2 separate regions of the Anas platyrhynchos genome follow, and region 1 is linked to region 2. A link is a contact called in public Hi-C data. All regions are on one chromosome and are shown on one strand. The core of a region is the stretch at or near the end of the contact, and the rest is flanking DNA. Distances in the headings are between cores, read along the strand shown. Region 1 has its middle 10 kb from the start of KPNA2. Region 2 overlaps SMURF2 (SMAD specific E3 ubiquitin protein ligase 2).

Region 1 (2,700 bases), core at 161-2,660, 53 kb before region 2:
GCTTATGGCCTGATCCTCCTCCTGCCCATCTTCTGCACTAATGAAAGACTACACAAGAAGCTGTAGGGAGGGCAGTAGTGAAGCAGCATAATGCTGGACTGAAGGCAGAATGCATGTCTGGCATCGTAGATGCTGCAACACTCTTAGGCTGTTGTTCCACTGTTACCATAGTGGTGGTACCCATGAAAAGTGGAAGGAACCATTGATCTTGCAGTGCTGAAGCCTTTAATGTTTTGGGGAAACACAACAAAAGACAACGAGCGGAAAGGGCTCTTATTACCTTGTAAAGCCTTGTTGTGTCCTTTGCTTTGTTGTTAAACCTCCAACTTCAACATGAAAATGTAAGCTACAAAATAGTCCGTAAAGAGTTGAAGAAATTAATCTATAGAAAAACAGTTATGCAAAGTCAGCATAAAGCCATTGATACCACATAATTATGCTTGTGGATTGTGAAATGTAATTCGGGATTCTGTAGTAATACTGAGATCCAATTCTGTAAAATAATGCATCTTCCGCTAGAGGGTGCTACAGACAGCATTGCAGTTTCTTCTTTGCTTCTAAGAGGTTGTTGTGAAGTTTCATCCAGCGTGGGGCGCTCAGGTATGACACACCTGATTTTTCTCTTAAGAAAATACTGAGATAAAATCCCTCAGGCAACCTCTTGTAGTTACAGGAAACGACCATGTGCTAATTCCTGAGTATTTAACCAGACTAAATATTTAATGTAAGGCATAATCTTTTAAAAGTGTTGTATCAGGTACTGTTACTTTAAAACATACAGCTTACTTTAATTGCTTTTTAGCATATATGAAGTCAAATTGACTTCTCTTTATGTAGAAAAGGAGATGAGAATTCAGAATGCTCGTTGAATAGCGTTATCTCTACTTTTCTTTCCTGATATACTGGTTTCAGAATTATTTAATATACTAAGTTAATAATAGAACACTGCAAATTCTTCTCTAGATGCCTGTCAGCTCAGTGGCTTAATAATTAACTTTCTGGGGATCAAGACTTCGTTTTTATCCAAGAAAAGTGTATTCAGCCTATCCACCAATAAGTCCTGCTCTTGGCAGTATGTGTTTCCACAAGCAACAAACTACAGTGATTATGAGTAAGTGACTGGGGTGAGTCACTCCCTTATTCTAAGAAAATGCAAACTATTTCTGAGGTTAGGCTCCTAGTCACCCATTAGGCTGCGTTTCTTGCTTTAAAAAATGGTAGGAGCAAAAGGCAAGAGGTACTTATTTGTATGTGTATGTTATCTAGCCAGATTTAAGAGCCAGCATTATTTATTTGGTAAATGCCTAATTCAGGGTAAGGGCTGGAATAAATGCCTGGTGGCCTGTGTGCCAGTCTGCTGACTGCTGTGCTGAGAGCAACAGTAACAGACCCCTGCTGACATCAACTGGCCTTGAATGGAGTTGTTGCTAGCGCTATTTTATCTGTGGACTGGTGGCAGGATTTCAGTCCAAGATCCCAGAAAACATGGCCACTCCTGAAATTCTGATGCTAGGAAATTCTGCTTGTGGGATTGCTTCCACTTGCTGATTTCTAAGATGTGAGGCTCTGAAGGAAGAGCAGAGGCTTTGCGGTCCTGATTTTCAGTAGGGTGTCCATTCACATTCCAATAAAGGAAGAAGGGTTTAAAGCATGGAAAAGCCAGAAGTGTTTTAATTAGCTGAAATCTGTTCTTCTTTTCCTGTGATTTAAACTAAAATATTCTCAAGTGAAGCTGCTTCTTGCTGCTCCATACAAAATAATTTACATTGCACAGAAATACGTGATAGTATATCAGCAAGAAGGAACAGCTTTAGGTTTCTGGGTAAAGGAATTCACTAACCAACAATATTTCACAGGTCTCTTCTGTTTTGCAGCAGAGCAAACTGTGATACAAGAAAGTTATCCACAGACATCCAGAAAGTAGCAAGTAGAATTAACCTGGAGCCTGGGAATCCTCATGTCCATTCCTCTAGTCAACCCATGGGACCTCTGGTTATAATTACCCTTTTGCTGAATATAGCTTTATCCCAGGAGTATTGAATCTCTTCTGTGATAAGGTAATGAAATAATATTTGAGAATAGGAATAAATCTTGGGAATGTATACAATTTGTGAAAAAAGTACTGTTATTCAAAACAGAAGTAATTAATGAAGTTTAATTGTGACTGGTCATATATGGCCTAGAAAGGAAAACATTGACACTCTCACTTAAAACCTAATAGGAAACTCTTTAAGTCTTTTAAGTGTTAACTCTTTGGCCTGAGCAAAAAAAAATTAAGCTCAACTCACCTTCAGAGGAAATAATGTTAGATATATAATGTTAGGAAACGTGTTAGAGAACTGTAAGAGGGAATTTAGGTGAGCCATCCTGAGGCTGGGAAGGGTGTACCTAACCCTCTTGCAGACTTCAGAAGAACATTCAACCTGCAAGTGTGTAACGGTGTTCACTGTGTTTGGAAAACACTTCCTTCTAACTGATCCATAACATGGCACTGATACAAGTCAGGCAGGAGCTCTACATATAGATGGCTAAGAAAGAACTGATGTGCCTTCAGTTTCACAGCACTTCATGTGGAATAAGGGTCACTGGATTCCAGTCCTGTTTCTGACTTCAGAGCACTGTCTGTCTCAGACTGGCTCCAGGAAATGGACACTCTTCCGCTGAAGCCAGAATATTTCGTGGAAGAGCCATGGCCTGTTT
Region 2 (2,700 bases), core at 91-2,590:
CTTTAATTTTCTTTCCCTGCTTCCTCCCCTTTGCTCCCCCCATATCTTGAAGTCTTAAGTATTTTATGCTAGGATGAATTTTGTTCTGATGGTACTTCAGCCTGTATTTCAAAAGCAGCAAAATGTTGTATGATTTATACTTTTTTCTTTGTTCTATAGATCAGAGATTGGATCTGTGCAAACTTGGGCCAAATGATAATGATACTGTTAGAGGACAGATAGTAGGTAAGTAGGTAAAAGTAGGCTTTTAATCTTTTAGTTCACTTAGAGCTTAAAAGTAGCTGTGGAAATACACTACCTAGAAATCAATTTTTTTAAATTCAGTGTCTAGTGCCAAAACCATTGACCTCAAGACAAAAGTGTGTGTATGTATAAAATTATAACTGTTGGGATAGTTAAGACCATACACATATAATACAAAATGTATTTAGAAAGTGTTGAATTTCACTCTAAACAATGGTGGCAGTTCAAGCCTGAACCCCCTGTGGAAATACTGAGTACAAATGTCGTGGCCATTGAGAGTTCCAGTAAAGCTGTGGTTCCTGTAGGTTTTGTGCAAGGATAGAACATCTTGCTGTAACAGGAGAGTATTTTTAAAATGGTCAGTTCATTTAGGGTTATTAAGAGGCCTGTCACCGGTCTTGGTAACTGTGCTTTGTTGTTGTGCTACTTCATAAACGTTAAATAATTATGTTTTAAAAAACAAACAAACAAAAAACTTCTTCAAGCTGGCAAATTGAAAAATAAGCATCCCACAAATAACTTCATAAACCTCCTTTTGGTGCATTGTTGGTTGTTTCAGAGGACAGTGTTTCAAACAGGTAATGTAAGATGTCAAAAAGATGTGGATCGGGATAAGAAGTCTATATTTAAGGCAAGGTGTTAGAGTCTTTGGAGACGGGAGTTAAAAAAGTGAGTTTGTATGTTCAGTATTTAGGTCAATTCTTATTTCAAATAGTATCCAGGCATCATCCTTATTTAGTCAAACAGAGAAAGCTATTGAAAAAACAATTGGCAAATAGGGGCTTCATTTTGTATATCTTTGTTTTCCTCAAAGTCCTGTTGGTTAATATCTAAGACTTTCTCTCTTCATGTTGCTTTCATCATCTGTCTAGCATCCGATCTGCAAGTGTTTGCACAGTGTTCACATAAGAGTAAGGTGGCAGAATAGGATCAAATGATGATAGAAATGTGGAACTGTAAGTGCACTGCTGACGCTTCCAGACCATTCTTGAACATTAAATTTTCCATTTGAGCTTGCACAGAGGAATAAAGAATAAAACAGTCATCCTTCTAGGGTGTGTTGTGTTGTCAGTTTGGCTTTTGGCGTGCTCCAGTATGCTGGTCCTTGGATCACCCATGCTGTGTATATCCTTTTTTTTTTTTTGCGCGTGTGTGTTTTGTTTTTTTTTTTTTGCTTCTGTTGGGTTATTGTTAGGTTTTTGTTGTTGTTGTTTGCTTGTTTTATTTTGTGGAGTGCTTTTTAAAAACAGACTGAGCACAGCTGAGGAGGGAGCTTGTCCAGGGCCTGTTCCAAACAGCAGAGATGCCCTCTGCCCACAGCAGTCCTTCAGACATGATACTAGCAGGGATTGTACCCTCACACCGTGATGTGCTCTCATGCTGCCCTCCAGAGTATGCAACGTGCATCCTTGTTGTCACAAGCTGAGAATGATAAGTCTTAATTTGGGCACTTCAAACAAGAGAGAACAAAACAAGCTAACAAACAAACAGTTCTCAAGGCTTTTGGGATGCCATATGGGAAACCTGGGTCAAATACTATGCAGTGTGGGCATGGCCAATACACTTCAGATGTGTCAGAGATAACTCACTGTCAGTGATGTGGCCAGAAACCAGCCTGACCAGCTGGCCTAACCTGATGTGGTCATGAGAAGTGGTATAGCCAAAGCAGCATTTGTTCATTTGGCATGCTTCTTAGGCTGCGTCCCTAGTTAGCAGGAGCTGCTGGGTCATGCATTAAACCTAGGAAAAACACAGCTTGTCAGGTTACAGCAGAGACAGTTAGAACACATCTGTATGTTCTACTTTATGCTGTTACTGTCTGAAAGGTTTCCTCAGTCATGGCTGTGTTTGAATTTGATGCATGTGTGATAGGACTGCAGAGTCTCCTGTCCCTTCTGTTGAAATTGTCATTGTTAATCTCCTTACATTTTAATATTTCTTCACTAATGCAATTTTGTTGAATGAGTCAATGAGCCTGAGTAGAACTAGGTAATTCTACTGCAGTTACATGGTGAGAAAATGCTGTTTAAAAATAAGTAACAAAATAGAATAAGAGATAAATGTACTTACTCTCAGTACTTTTAATGATAAACCCACTTAAATGAAGAAGCTATGGGAGATTGAAAAACAAGATTCAAATGTGATACCTTCAGAGGATAATAATGTTTCAAATCAAGTGCACAGTGGTCATGACTTCATAATCTGGGTCAGGGAGCACGGGGATCTCTATCTTAAAGTCCTAAGGTTATCTTCAAAGGGGGGAAAGAAAAGGGGACTCTTGTGAGTAGTAGATGCAAAGGGCACCTGAACTGTGTCTTAATCTTGCAGCTGTCTTCTGTGCCACCATTTTATTTCTGATGTGGCGGCGCAGAAAAAATGAATCCTTACTCATTACAAAATGAAGCCGTACACAAATTTTGGTCCTCACATAGGCAAAGAGGAGGTAATTGCCTTTGT

The links. Hi-C and Micro-C count contacts between places; a contact is called where the count stands out from the background.
Region 1: a Hi-C map of subcutaneous adipose tissue shows a contact between it and region 2, with 4 times the contacts expected there. The contact joins two enhancer-like sites. A contact is called at or near these places in 5 of 8 Hi-C or Micro-C datasets (F1 follicle, F5 follicle, skeletal muscle and 1 more).

The regions. Positions count from the first base shown.
Region 1 is chr19:6,784,356-6,787,055 of IASCAAS_PekinDuck_T2T, reverse strand. No RefSeq gene overlaps it. Among named protein-coding and RNA genes, the nearest start is that of KPNA2, 10 kb to the left of the region's middle. Within about 2 kb of position 1,410, at least 4 of the 8 cell types and tissues checked have an H3K27ac peak or open chromatin away from gene starts, as enhancers often do. A contact at or near this core is called in subcutaneous adipose tissue, where this site is marked.
Region 2 is chr19:6,731,356-6,734,055 of IASCAAS_PekinDuck_T2T, reverse strand. It overlaps SMURF2 (SMAD specific E3 ubiquitin protein ligase 2), which reads left to right. Exons shown (of 19, transcript XM_027471662.3): 5 at 160-225. Among named protein-coding and RNA genes, the nearest start is that of SMURF2, 41 kb to the left of the region's middle. Within about 2 kb of position 1,340, at least 5 of the 8 cell types and tissues checked have an H3K27ac peak or open chromatin away from gene starts, as enhancers often do. A contact at or near this core is called in subcutaneous adipose tissue, where this site is marked.